Linked DNA regions of Mus musculus: region 2 is linked to region 1. The links are chromatin contacts, called in public HiChIP or PLAC-seq maps. All regions are on one chromosome and are shown on one strand. Each heading gives the region's core, a stretch centred on a gene start, on an enhancer-like site or on the middle of the called end of the contact. The rest is flanking DNA. Distances are from core to core; before and after follow the strand shown. Region 1 holds the start of Svep1 (sushi, von Willebrand factor type A, EGF and pentraxin domain containing 1). Region 2 has its middle 37 kb from the start of Olfr267.

The links. HiChIP or PLAC-seq counts read pairs in DNA pulled down with a chosen protein or histone mark.
Region 2: a contact with region 1 is called in a CTCF HiChIP or PLAC-seq map of the NIH/3T3 cell line, with 5 read pairs. The contact joins the enhancer-like site here to the promoter of Svep1 in region 1. A contact is called at or near these places in 6 of 39 promoter capture datasets (the 3T3-L1 cell line, the C10 cell line, hippocampal neurons and 1 more), 1 of 15 datasets of contacts at CTCF or cohesin (the NIH/3T3 cell line), 1 of 484 Hi-C or Micro-C datasets (bone marrow-derived macrophages), 4 of 115 datasets of contacts at active chromatin or transcription factors (bone marrow-derived macrophages, embryonic forebrain, embryonic limb bud and 1 more) and 1 of 9 other capture datasets (adipose tissue).

The regions. Positions count from the first base shown.
Region 1 is chr4:58,202,309-58,208,490 of GRCm38.p6, forward strand. Svep1 (sushi, von Willebrand factor type A, EGF and pentraxin domain containing 1) reads right to left here and starts at 4,288. Exons shown (of 48, transcript NM_022814.2): 1 at 3,535-4,288. The coding sequence starts at 4,068.
Region 2 is chr4:58,745,118-58,751,596 of GRCm38.p6, forward strand. No RefSeq gene overlaps it. Among named protein-coding and RNA genes, the nearest start is that of Olfr267, 37 kb to the right of the region's middle. Within about 2 kb of position 4,569, at least 67 of the 459 cell types and tissues checked have an H3K27ac peak or open chromatin away from gene starts, as enhancers often do. A contact at or near this core is called in the NIH/3T3 cell line and adipose tissue, where this site is marked.

The sequences.
Region 1 (6,182 bases), core at 3,038-5,537:
TATGATTATAGAAAACTTTTCTAATTTTTAAATTTTCTATACATTATCTGTAAAGTAAAATTTATGAAGAGGGAAAATGAGTCTAAGAGACTCATAAAATCCAATAAGAATCTGACTGGGAAGAGTGGTGGTACTTGCCTATAGTCCCAGCTATATGAGAAACTGGGATGAGAGCCCCTCTGTTCCCAGGGCTTCAGGATGACCTGGGCAGCGCTGTAAGATTCTGTCCTACACACATATACAGGTGGCAGCACTAACGGAATTTTGTGGATTATAAAGAAAAATAAAGACACGAGGTGGGGGAGGGGGATGGGAGATTGATGGAGGTTCAGGGCTAGGGCTGAGGAAGAGATAAGGGAAGATGGGTCCAAGATACATCATATGTATACATAAAGAAGAAACGCAGATACAAAAAAATCATGATGTTTTGATAGTTCAAGAATAACTGTTTAAAATAAAAATTTAAAGTTGAATCGGGCCTCTCTTTTTAAGCCTGTAACAACCAGCGACTCAGGAAGCTGAGGTGATAGGACCATAGTATAGGATTAGCCTGGGTAACCTAATGAGACCTTGCCTCATAATAGTAAAAAGTTCAAAGGAATAATAAAAAGTTGAGAGAGAGAGAGAGAGAGAGACCTGGGGCTACAGCTCTGCGATAGGGAACTTACTCAGCTTTTATGAGAGCCTAGGTTTGATCCTCAGTACGACAAAAGATAGAATTATAGATAAAAATGTGGCAAATAATTAGGTCTAAATTTCTTAAAGTATTTACAGAACTTTTGAAAAGTAATAACTATCTATTGATACAAAAAGTCTGAATGAGCAAGCAGAGCACTATTATAAAAATGTAATAGCTCCCAATTACTTCAATGTTTTCTATATTGAAATCGAAATCCTTATTAGTTTCATTGCTACTATAATGAAAATAAATTAAAAAGTCACATTACAAAACGCCTATGAAAGACAAGACAAATGAAAAAGAAGATTCTTTTTTCACTATCTCACACTTAAATATGTTGTAAAGTTACAATAGCTAAGTCATTTTTATGAACTTTAAACTTGAGATAGGATGAAATAGAATGAGGAAAGGGCCAAGTACCCATTCATAGTTACATGGTTAAAGAAACAGTCAACTAAATCGAGAAAGAACTAGTGTCTAGTGAGCAAATTAGTGAGCTGGGACAATTAACAGCCTTAAAAACTGAGACATCTGTGTATGGGAGCCCTAAGCAAGTCCCAGATTAAGCAATTGTTAAGTGGAAAACATTTGGGCAGTGGACAGTTGTCTAACAAAATAAGGAAATATAAGAACTTAAGTATTTTTTTTCTTAAAGATTATTTCATGCGTGTGAGTGCTTTGTCTGCATTTCCATATATGCACCATGTGCATGCCTGATGCCCAGGGAGGTCAGAAGAGGGTGTTGGATCCCTTGAAACTGGAGTTAAGGGTGGCTGTGAGCCACCAAGTGGGTGCTGAAACATGAACCTAGATCCTCTACAAGAGCAGCAAGTCCTTTTAACTGCTGGGCCGTCTCTCCACAGCCATCCAGATCTGGATCTTAAGAGCAAAATTTGATGGATTTGAGCAAATGAAGGTTTAAACTATTCTTTCAATGACACAGTAATAAATAAGCATGGAAAATACAACATGCTGGAAATATATACTTGCTGCATGTGCAAAAAAAGTCACTGGCTTTACTACACGAAAAAGTGTATGCAAATCACTAGGAATAAACAAATATGCCTGTAATGGCAAAAAGGGCAAAAACTATGACCAGGCTAGAAAGAAAAAGAGACAAATACCCAGTTAACACAATAGCTAATTTTACATGTAAGATTATAAAAATTGAGCTTGCTAGAACAATTCCTCTAGTTTGTTACCAAATTAGCAATAATGTGTTTTAAAAGGAGCTGAGGGGGTTTTCAACCCTATGGGGGGAGCAACAGTGTTAACCGGCCAGACCCCCCAGAGCTCCTGGGGACTAGACCACCAACCAAAGAGTACACATGGAGCGACCCATGGCTCCAGCCACATATGTGGCAGAGGATGGCCTTGTTGGACATCAGCATGTTCAAAGCCCTAGTGTAGGGAATGCCAGGGTGGGAATACAAGAGTGGGTAGATGGGTGGGGGAGTACCCTCATAGAGGTAGTAGGAGGGGGGATGGGAGAGGGGTCTGAAGGGGAGACCTGGAAAGGGGAAAACATTCGAAATGTAAATAAAGAAAATATCCAATAAAAAATATCATGTATTCAGATGCACATAACAGGAGAATGTAAATTTATACAACTCTCCAATGGAGGAGGTGGCAATGTGGACCAAGACCTTTCAAATGTTCATGTATTTTACTAAATAAGGAATTTAGAAAGCCCTCCTAAAGAAGCAGTCAAAGAGGGCTTCCTAAACTCCTTATTTAAAAGGCACGAATGTGTGCTCCCCACACAGCAGTTCTCAGCACTCAGTTGTCATGAGGCTGGAGATAGGGCTCAGTGGTTAAGAGCACTGACTTTCTCAGGTATGGCTTGCCTGAAGTCCACTGCCAGCCCACCCCCACCCCGACTTCCGCATGACAGCTCACAACTGCCTGTAACTGCAGTTCCAAGGGGAGCCAATACTGTCATGCCACAGGATACCATGAATTAATGTACATTTGATCATATTCAACAGCTGAAGAATGCAGGCTGCAAAACCGTAGGTTAGCAAGTTTGTTGAAATAACATATGAGTAACATACTGGACAACATTCAACTGTATATCCGCTGGAATTTTAAGGATAAAGAGATTATTCGGATTCCCCATTCTCTTTTGTTTCATTTATTCTACAAACATTGACTTGATGGGTTGCCTTAAATATTTCTCAGTATTCCAAATTATGACCTACTTTGTATTACTTTGTAGTTAGGAAAAAGACTCATTTTTATAAAAGTAATATAAATTACATTACTTCTGTCATATGCTAAGCATTTGTTTAGGAAGACCTGGAACATAAAGTCATGGTGGCCAATGGCTGTCATCCCCGCGCTTGGGAGGTGGAGGCAGGAGGATCATAACTCAGGGACACGCTCTGCTGTGTTGTAAGTCGGAGACCAGTCTTGGAAACACGAGAGAGCCTATCACAAACTAGTAAACAATTAAAGTCTGGAAGCAAAGTTACGAAGTCTATGTCATGAAAAAGAATTAGGACTGTCCTCAGCTCATTACATGTCCCATCTTCACAAATATTTGTTAACCATACCTGTTTCAGCTTGTATAAACAGTTTCCTCACAAACTTAAGTGAGCTTAAAGGTCCCTTCCTACTAGGGTCCCTCAAGGAACCCTTTAAGAAATGTGACACCTCCTTAAGCATTTAAAAACCCATTTCAGTCTGGACCTTCACTAGGGCAGCAGGAGAATGGTCATATTTGTGCTTCTTGGGACGCTGGCTCCCCTTGGACACCTTAAGCCTTGCAGGAGCTGAACCAGGCTAGAGAAGGGGTTGGCAGCGGTGGGCAGGAGGGGCCCCAGGCCGCTGGCCTGGGTGTGTGGGGGTCTTACCGCGGCTTGCTGGAAGGCGCCCTTGGTATAGGTGCCACCACCGCGGTAGGTGATGGCCGGGATCTCGCGGCTGAGTAGCGCGCACTTGTGTTGGTGCGCGCGGCTGGTGGAGATGTAATCCACGCGCGCCACCACGTTGTTCTTGGATGAGAAGGTGACGATGGCCACACGCGTGGCCGTGGACACCACGGGGAAGTCGGACAGCAGCTTGCGCACGAACTTGAGCTCGTTGAGGAAGTTGGTTTGGCCCACGCTGGACGACTCGTCCACCAGGAAGACGAGCTCCAGGCTGCCGCTGAGCTCCCGCAGTCGCCGCACGCGGCTCCGGAACGCGCGGCCCAGGCGCTCCACTTTGCTCCCTGCTGCCTCCTCCTCACTGGACGCGGGAGGTACCGCCAGTCTGCCCAGAGCCCCCGGAGAGGCCTCGGGGAACAGGCGGAAGCTGAAGTTGAGCGAAGGGGCCACGGGCTGGAAGTTGGTCCAGCCTGACACCAGTGCCAGAGCCCAGCAACAAAAGGCCAGGCGCGACCACATCCCGCTGGGGACCGAGCGGTGGCCCCGGGGAGTGCAAGGCGACAGTCCCCGAGCGCGCAGAGAGGCGCCAAGGTTCCCGGACTAAGCGGAGGGGACCCGGGGTAGCAACCGCGAACCTCAGCGTCCTTGCATGTGACACTGGGGACACGATCCAGACTCCTCTGGCAGCTCGGGGACTCGGGAGGGACTGGAGGGATGTGCTCCTCTGACTCTCGGCTATTTGGTTTCTCTCCTCCTCCTTCTCTCTCCCGAAGCCTATAAAATGTTTGAAGGAAGGGGGCAGTGAAGTCAGAGTCGCTTCCCTCCTTCTCTGTCTGTCCTCTCCTTCCTTTTCCCACTCCTCTCCCTATCTCTCCTCTATCTCTCTCCTCCCCCCTCTCTCTTGCCTGGGATCCAGCTAAAGACTCTTGGAGATTCCATGACACCAGAACCCCTCGCCTGTCATGCTGTCAACATTCCCTCACAAGCTCACTGATTGATCCCATATGTCTGGCAAGGAGCTGCGGAGGAATGCGCTGGAGATGGATGTGGATACCGAGAGTGCCACAGTAATTGGAAACACTGGAGAAGAAAACACACACGCGGGGCTGGCAGAGTTGAAAGCATGCTTTGAAAACTGCTTGCTCACCTTTTGGGGTTCATTCCACTCTTGGGGGGTGGGGTGGGGTGGGGATGCGTGTCTAAGCCTCCCAAAGTGGATATTTGCATAACTTTCCTGAAGGGTCTGTCTGGTGAGTGGTGCAGAATCCTGAGAACCTGTTCAGATCTCAGGCTGTTGAAGTGGGTGGGGCCCACCCGTGCGCATCACATACGCAGAGTTATCGTTCACCTTTCCCGCGGTTAATCATTCCTGTATTGTTCATTCTTTCCTCCACGTAGCAGCTTGCGATGCTCTATAGGTAACACGAGCAGGGGAAAACTGACATGGACCTGTCCTCTAGGAACCTGTAGCAGGTAAAAGTGATGTCACCATCAACTTGATATTCATACGTGAAACGAATATGTATGATTACACATGTTTATGTGTATCACATATGTATATATATATATGTATATATGTGTGTATGTATATATACATATATATATGTATACACACACACAAAATTACAACTGACCTTGCTTAAACAGAAGTTTGTCTTGCTTTCAAAGGCAAACTTGACTTTAGCCAAGGCCAGGCAAGCCTTCTATGAGGACAGAAGTTTATGCTAAATTTTGAACTATAAGTAGACACCCTGTGATATTAACACCCTCCTCTTTTTATTTGATGCAACAGATTAGATCGTCCTGGCATATATACCCTTTGGAATACCAGCTGCTACTTGGAGTGATTTTTCCAATTAAGACCTCAAAGCTGTGCACGCTGAAGCACATACTTATTACATGAAAGGCAGAGCCCTTGCCTAAAAGATTCCAGCTAGGAATCAGGAACTCTGCGTAGTTATGTAAACCCCCATCACCTCTGGGCTTTGGTCCAGTGTCTACTTTTATTTTGCCTTGGAATCAAATGACCCCAGAGTTCCGCTGCTCTCCAGCAGTGAGTGGTTTAACTCCAACTCTATTTAATCAACTACCTTCAACATGAGAGGTGTCAGAGCGTGCAGGCCCAAGTGGCAGGGCTCTTGGATCAATTTCCCTGAAATGAAACCCTGGCTGTGCTATTTATTGGCTGTGTCAGTTTGCTCATTTGGAAAATGGAGGAATAATAACATATCAAGGATTAAATCATTAAATAGTAAAACTCTTAGGGATGTGTTCAGAACACAGCATGTGCTCAATAAACGCTGGCCAGTCACATCACTTCCTTTATTCATAATGCTTTCCAAGTCCCATTTCCAGCACTGATCATCAAGAATGTACTTAGTTGAATGCAAAATACTAAAAACTGAAAAGTGAGATGGGACCCCATTCCCGTCCTCCCAGTCAGGTTACTCCAGAAGAAAATGTAGATTTGAACACTGCTCCACAGTTGTCTATGTGGAAGAGGGACAAGGAACAGGGAGAAGAGAGACCTGGATCTTCTGAGAAGGGCTAAGATCTCATTTGACTTGGAACTCTTCTAGGAAGAGTTTCCAAATGTCATCTACCCCGTGTTATTTTAAACACATCACTAACAG
Region 2 (6,479 bases), core at 3,319-5,818, 540 kb after region 1:
AACACAGACAGAATGAAACCAGGTAGTTGTATGAAGAGGCTGTTCCAGTTTGCTTCTCTGTTGCTGTGATAAAACACTGACCGAAAGCAATTGAAGGAAAAAAGGGTTTATTTGACTTCCATGGTACAGTCCATCATGAACGGAAGTCAGGTCAGGAATTTGGAGACAGGAACTTGGAGGCAGAAACTGATGCAGAGGCTGTGGAGAAACCTGCTTACTGGCTTTTTCATACAGGATAACCCACCTAGAGATGGCAGTGCTAGAGTGTGCTGGGCCTCTCTCATGGCAATCATCTCTCAAAAAAGTAAATAACTTCATAAGATAACCTAAAATATTAATATTTAAAAGGTCAAAAATAAAACCATACAAAATTAATGTTAATCATAATCTAGTAGATTCAAATACGATCATTTCATTGTGTGATCAATATAAAAAGTATTCATGAGAGTTCACTTCTTTCTGTAGTCGTTGAAATCCTGTGTGCACTTTACAGTAAGAAAGTCTTCCTACCCAGGCTAGCCATGTGGTCAGTGATCAGAATGGCTAGGGCTGTGAACCGTAGAGATCAGAGCTGAGCTAAAGGAGTCTCAGGAAGCAACTCCAGGTGGAAGGCTGCGATGACGCAAAGCAAACATAGTAAATACCTGGCCACACCCAGGTTTCCCTGAGTCCTGTAGAAACTGGGAGTGCCCATGGGATTCTGGGCTGAGGAGGCCAGCACTGCACTGCCTTGAAGAGCAGAGTGTCTCGACCCGACAGACTGGAAACAGTCAAATCCCTGAGCTGCAAAGTTGTTTTCTTCCTACTCTACCAAAACCCAGTGTGTACACAGAGACCTTGGTGGAAGAGCTAAGTCCTAAGGACCCCCAAGACCGAAGTGTGCCCTCATGTGTTTACATTAAGAATGGTTTCCTAGGTTCCCTGGTGAGTGTGTATCTGCTCTGGATCAGTGTCCAGCAGTTCTTTGCAAAAGAAAATGGAGCCAGATGCAGTTAGAGCATCTGGAGTCCTGGATGGTCTGGAGACTGAGGGAAGAGATCACTTGAACCTTCTAGTGTATTCCTAGCCTGATGGAAAAGAGGGAGGGAGGGAGGGAGGGAGGGAGGGAGGGAGGGAGGGAGGGAGGGAGGGAGGGAAGGAGGGAGAGAGGGAGGGAGAGAGGGAGGGAGGGAGAAAGTTTGAACAAGGATTTATCAGAATTAACCAGTAATCCCTGTAGCAAATCATTTTTGTTCTGGACCTGGATCCCTGCTGCTACTTTTTGGTACCCACCATACCCAGCCTCAGCCTTTTCTCCTTCTGTGTCTTTAGAAGCCTATGCTCAGTCGCGAGAGCCACGCTACCACCTGCACATGACTTAAACTATCTGAAGGTTTGAAAACCCTGGGGAGATCTTGCCCATGACCAAATCTTCAAAGCCCAGCCTCTTGCCTGGACCTTGGATACCTTCCCCTCTAGGAGGTGATCTCTACCATTCCTCTGTGGGATACAGCAGAAGCTACAAATTTGCCTAAAATTGTACCCTTGCTTGGATATTGTCCTTCTAAGAGATCAGCTTACTCCTTTGTCTGTCTGTCTGGGGAACCCTAACTTCATATCTACCACTTATGCATAAGCTCAGATCTTCAGCTCCACACCTCCTTGTGCATAAACCAGTTCAGGGCAATCCCCAATTTTGTTTTGTTTTCTTTTGTCTGTTTTTAATCTCTGATTCTGAATGCAACAGTATATCCAGAATATATAAGAAGTATAATCTTATTTCTTCACAAGCACACACAACGTTCAGTATGTCTGGGAACCCCTTCTGTTTTAATGTGAAGTCCTTGGGTTCTGTTTGTTTGTAAACAATACTGAATTCCTGGCGGGCAGTCTGAAGTGGGCTTCTGCGCCGTGCGCGGCCATCAGTGTGCAACCCTGTACGCATCGCAGCATAAGGTGCACGCGTCACCAGTCAAAACTCAGTTTGGCATCACGTTATGGATGCGTGAAAATTCTATGCTTCTGAATGTGAGTGGATCCCCAGCCATTTCTAGAGACTGAATGTGGCCCTTACTGTTTCAGAGATAATGGGTCCTGTGTTTGGTGTTCAGACTACACGTCTCAAAGGGGATCTTTGTCTGCTTAGCATGGAAAAAACATTAGCTTCTGTATTTATTAGAAAGAGAACAGCAGCCCACACTCAGAAGAAACCACCCCTGATAGTGTTAAGTTACAACTGTTAAGTCAACCCGTAGGTTAGTGAGTTAGTAACCCAGGCCAGAGACATCGGGGCTGGGTGAGGGTGGGATAAACAGAGCCCATCGCGGTGGGGAAACATGGCAGCAGGAGGAGGAAGCAGAGATCTTACATCTTCAAGTGAAAGCATGAAGCAAAGAGATTGAACAGGGAGTGCAGTGAGACTATAAACACTACATAACGTCTAGGATCCAGGTCTGCTGAGATGGTTCAGCAGGCGGAGGCACTCGCTGCCTAGCCTGGCGACCTGAATTCTATCCCAAGGATCTACACAGTGGAAGGAGAGAGTTTAGTCCCACAAGTTGTCCTCTGACCACCCATGTGAATACTATGACATATGAACACCCCCTCACACAATAAAAACAAGTAAATGTGTGTGTGTGTGTGTGTGTGTGTGTGTGTGTGTGTGTGTGTGTGTGTGTATGTTCCAAAAAAGTAAGAGAAAACAAGCAATATTTGTCTCTCTGAGTTTGGCTTCAACTTTGCTTAATATGTTGATCTCCAGATTCATCCATTTTCTAACAAATGACATAATTTCTCTCTTTATGGATGAATAAAGACTTCTCTACTTTTTGATGGCAAAAGAGTATCCTGTTATATAAACCATAATGACGCTTGGGTTGGATCCATGGCTGGGCTGTTGTGTGTGGTGTTATAGTTAATTTGGGTGATCAGGCATCTCTTCAACAAACTGATTTCAAATCCTTTGGAAATAGGCGCAGAAGTAGGGTTGCTGGGTTACAGCAATTATTTCTTTACTCTTCTGAGGAACCTCCCTATAGTCCTCGAAAATGACTGGACTTCACAAAGTGGTTTGTTAAGCAACATGCATTTGAAGCACTGAGAAAATATAGGTCATACTTCTGTTATTTGGTTTATTCCTTTTGTTCAAACCATTCACAAAATGAATCAAAATGCTCTTCTGGGAACCTGGTATCCAGGTCAGTGGTAGAGTACATGCTGAGCACACACGTGGTCCTAAGTTCAAATCCCAACACTACTTATTGTTTAAGTTAAAAAAAAAACATTCTAGCATGCAACATTTATTGAAAATCATTTGAATTTATTTTGCATTCTGAATAGTAAATACACTTTTCTGTTGACACCATTATGCAAGAAATGTGTTTCCGCCTCAGGGTGATCTTAGAACATTTAACTACACAACTTTTATTGCAGCTCTCGTGTGTTGATGGTATGAAATTAGACGCAATGGGAGCACAGAACAGTCCTTTAGATACTTTGCCAACTTTGTCACTTTCGTGCATTTAATCTGTGTGAAGTGACCATGTTGAAGGTATTATTACTCTCATCAGGACGGAGCTGGGAGAATCAAATGCTTTGCCCAAGACAGCCCCAGGATTTGCAAACTCTGCAGTCAGGTGCAAGCCCCTGGTAAATCTGGTCTTCAGTGCAGAGCGAACGGACCTTGGGTCAAGGTCACAAATAACAACCATATAAGCAGCAAGCCTATAGACAATATGTGTTTTTAATAAATATTATACATGAAAATTAACGAGGACACATCATTTCTAAAATATTAAGTAACATAATTGAATGAAGTGTGTATACAAATAAAATTAAGTTTAAGAATATTTTGAGGTATAGCTTAAATAATCTTGAAAGCAGTTTCAATGCTAGGTTAAATTTGTCTATAGGAGAACTCAAATCTCCCTAATTCATAGTTTACATTTTCTATGGTATGCCGTGATCCTGGACAAAGCCTTGTGGCTGATTTGATGACAAAGCTGGACAGCAGGAGACTTGGAACCCGAATCCTCCTCAGCCCAACAGAGATTGGGCCCCAGCAAGACTGCGGTCAAGGGCTGAGCAGCACTGGGGCAGGTCACAAGGCGATCCCGGAGAACTTGTTCTATGAAGAAACACGTGACATCTAGCCACGAAGCTGTTGTTCTGTAACTTTTCAGCCTCGGCTCTAACCATTCCAAAACAGGAGCGGAAGAGCGGGTTCTGACTAAGCTGCAGAGAGATGGAATTTTAACCAGCCTCCTTGGGGATATTATGAGCATCTTACAGAAGGGGTCATATCCTGTTTCTTCCTCCGGTTGCTACAACTGTGGTTTGTATATTGGCTGTATCAACTAATGTGAATTTATAACCAAAAAAGAAAAAAAAACAGCCAAGAGAAATCCATACTCTTGCAAATGTACATTTCTCCTAACAGCAGGCACTGTTTTAATTCTGGTTAGGTTTGGTTTGGTTTTCTGTTATAGAAGAAAAAAACACACATTTTCATATCCTACTGTTATCACAGAAAGTAAAATACTGACATAAAGGAGTTTCGAATTCAACATTAGTATAAAACAGCAAACACACTAAGGGCCTTAATAACTACACAGTGCCCCCTAGTGTGAATATAAAAATTAGCATGAACCCCACCAAAATAATTGATCTCTCTGTTTCTCTCTGTCTCTCTCTGTCTGTCTCTGTCTCTGTCTGTCTCTCTCTCTCTCTCTGATATGTGTTATCAGATGCCCAAGGAGGATAGATAGAAATAGGTGTCAGAGCCCCCCGGTACTGTAGTTACTTCTAGTTGATTCAGTTGATTGTAGATGACCTTCTATAAGAACAGCAAGTGCTCTTAATGATAAGCCCATCTCCCCAGCACCTATTTACTCTTTTAAATTATAGGAACATTTATTTTTGTGTCAATTGACTTATATAAAACTTTATATTTAATTTATAATAAACTTCCCATAGGGTAGATGATCAGATTCAAATGAGAAGTAATATGAAGGCATATGAATGACTAGTAAGACACTCCAAAAAACAAATACACATTTCTAAGGGGAGAAGATAAGGGGACATAAGAGAGTAAGGAGAAGGAAATTCACGTTTCTTCACATTCTGTAACCCAGCTGGTCTGAAACTCAGCATTGGGTAAAGGTGACCTTGAATCTGAGATCTCCCTGACTCCCCCTCAAGAGTGCTGGGTCTTTTTATGCAACATTGGGAACTAAACTCAGAGCCTTGTTTATGCTAAGCAAGCAATCTACAGCTGAGCTCCATCTCCAGTCAGGAAATGAGCACCTAACACCTCTGGAACATAGCTGCTTTTTAAAAAGAGAGAGGAGGGGAGGATTTTCCAAGAGTTCAGGAAATATTAACTTGCAAAATTTTCCTGAGCCAATCATTTTGTAAATTTTCTCAAAGGAGAGCTCCCGTCATCAGAGTTGACCACCCACTGGCCACAGTCTTCCATGCTCTTTGGTGTTCTAGGCATTTCATGGTGCTTCTTTCCTCCTGAATTTTATGCTGGGGTCCGGACTTTGTCTTCTTTGCTCTGACCACTGAGAAGTGCTCTCCAGTACTACAGAAATGCAGGTACTCAGCAAAGCCAAAGGACCACTTAACAACATCCTGCCAGGCTTAAAGAGTTTCCCTAGCTGGACCCAAGATGGAGGGAGTCTCTGTCATGCATTTCTGCTCTTACGTCTTTGTTCTCTTCTTGTTTCACCAAGAATCTGTGTATACATCTGTACTGGCTAGTTTTGTGTCAACTTGACACAGGCTGGAGTTATCACAGAGAAAGGAGCTTCAGTTGGGGAAATGCCTCCATGAGATCCAGCTGTAAGGCATTTTCTCAATTAGTGATCAAGGAGGGAGGTCACCTTATGGGTGGGACCATCTCTGGGCTGGTAGTCTTGGGTTCTATAAGAGAGCAGGCTGAGCAAGCCAGGGGAGGCAAGCCAGTAAAGAACATCCCTTCATGGCCTCTGCATCAGCTCCTGCTCCCTGACCTGCTTGAGTTCTAGTCCTGACTTCTTTCAGTGATGAACAGCAGTGTGGAAGTGTAACCCTTTCCTCCCCAACTTGCTTCTTGGTCATGATGTTTTGTCCAGGAATAGAAACCCTGACTAAGACAACATCTTTTCTTCTTTTCTCAAACTCACTGCCCCAGTCTGGAGAATTCTTAGACTGGTCCTCAGTTTCCCTGAATTTCACCGTGACTCTTACATGAGAGATCACTAGAACCTCAGTTATATCAGAAGAGAAACCTGGCTATGATAAAATGAAGAAAATGCTCATATTTTGCACTGGCTATAAATTAGTGCCATAACCCACTGGATACTAGTTATACCCAATTCATCTATTGCTAAGACTTAATTCTGCTGATGTCCACTATGTAACTGATTGTTTATACTTCTTTTCCTATCTTGGTATCCTCAAAAGTTCAAGCCAAGCATGATGTCACTATATGATGTCACCTATATTCTCAGCACTGG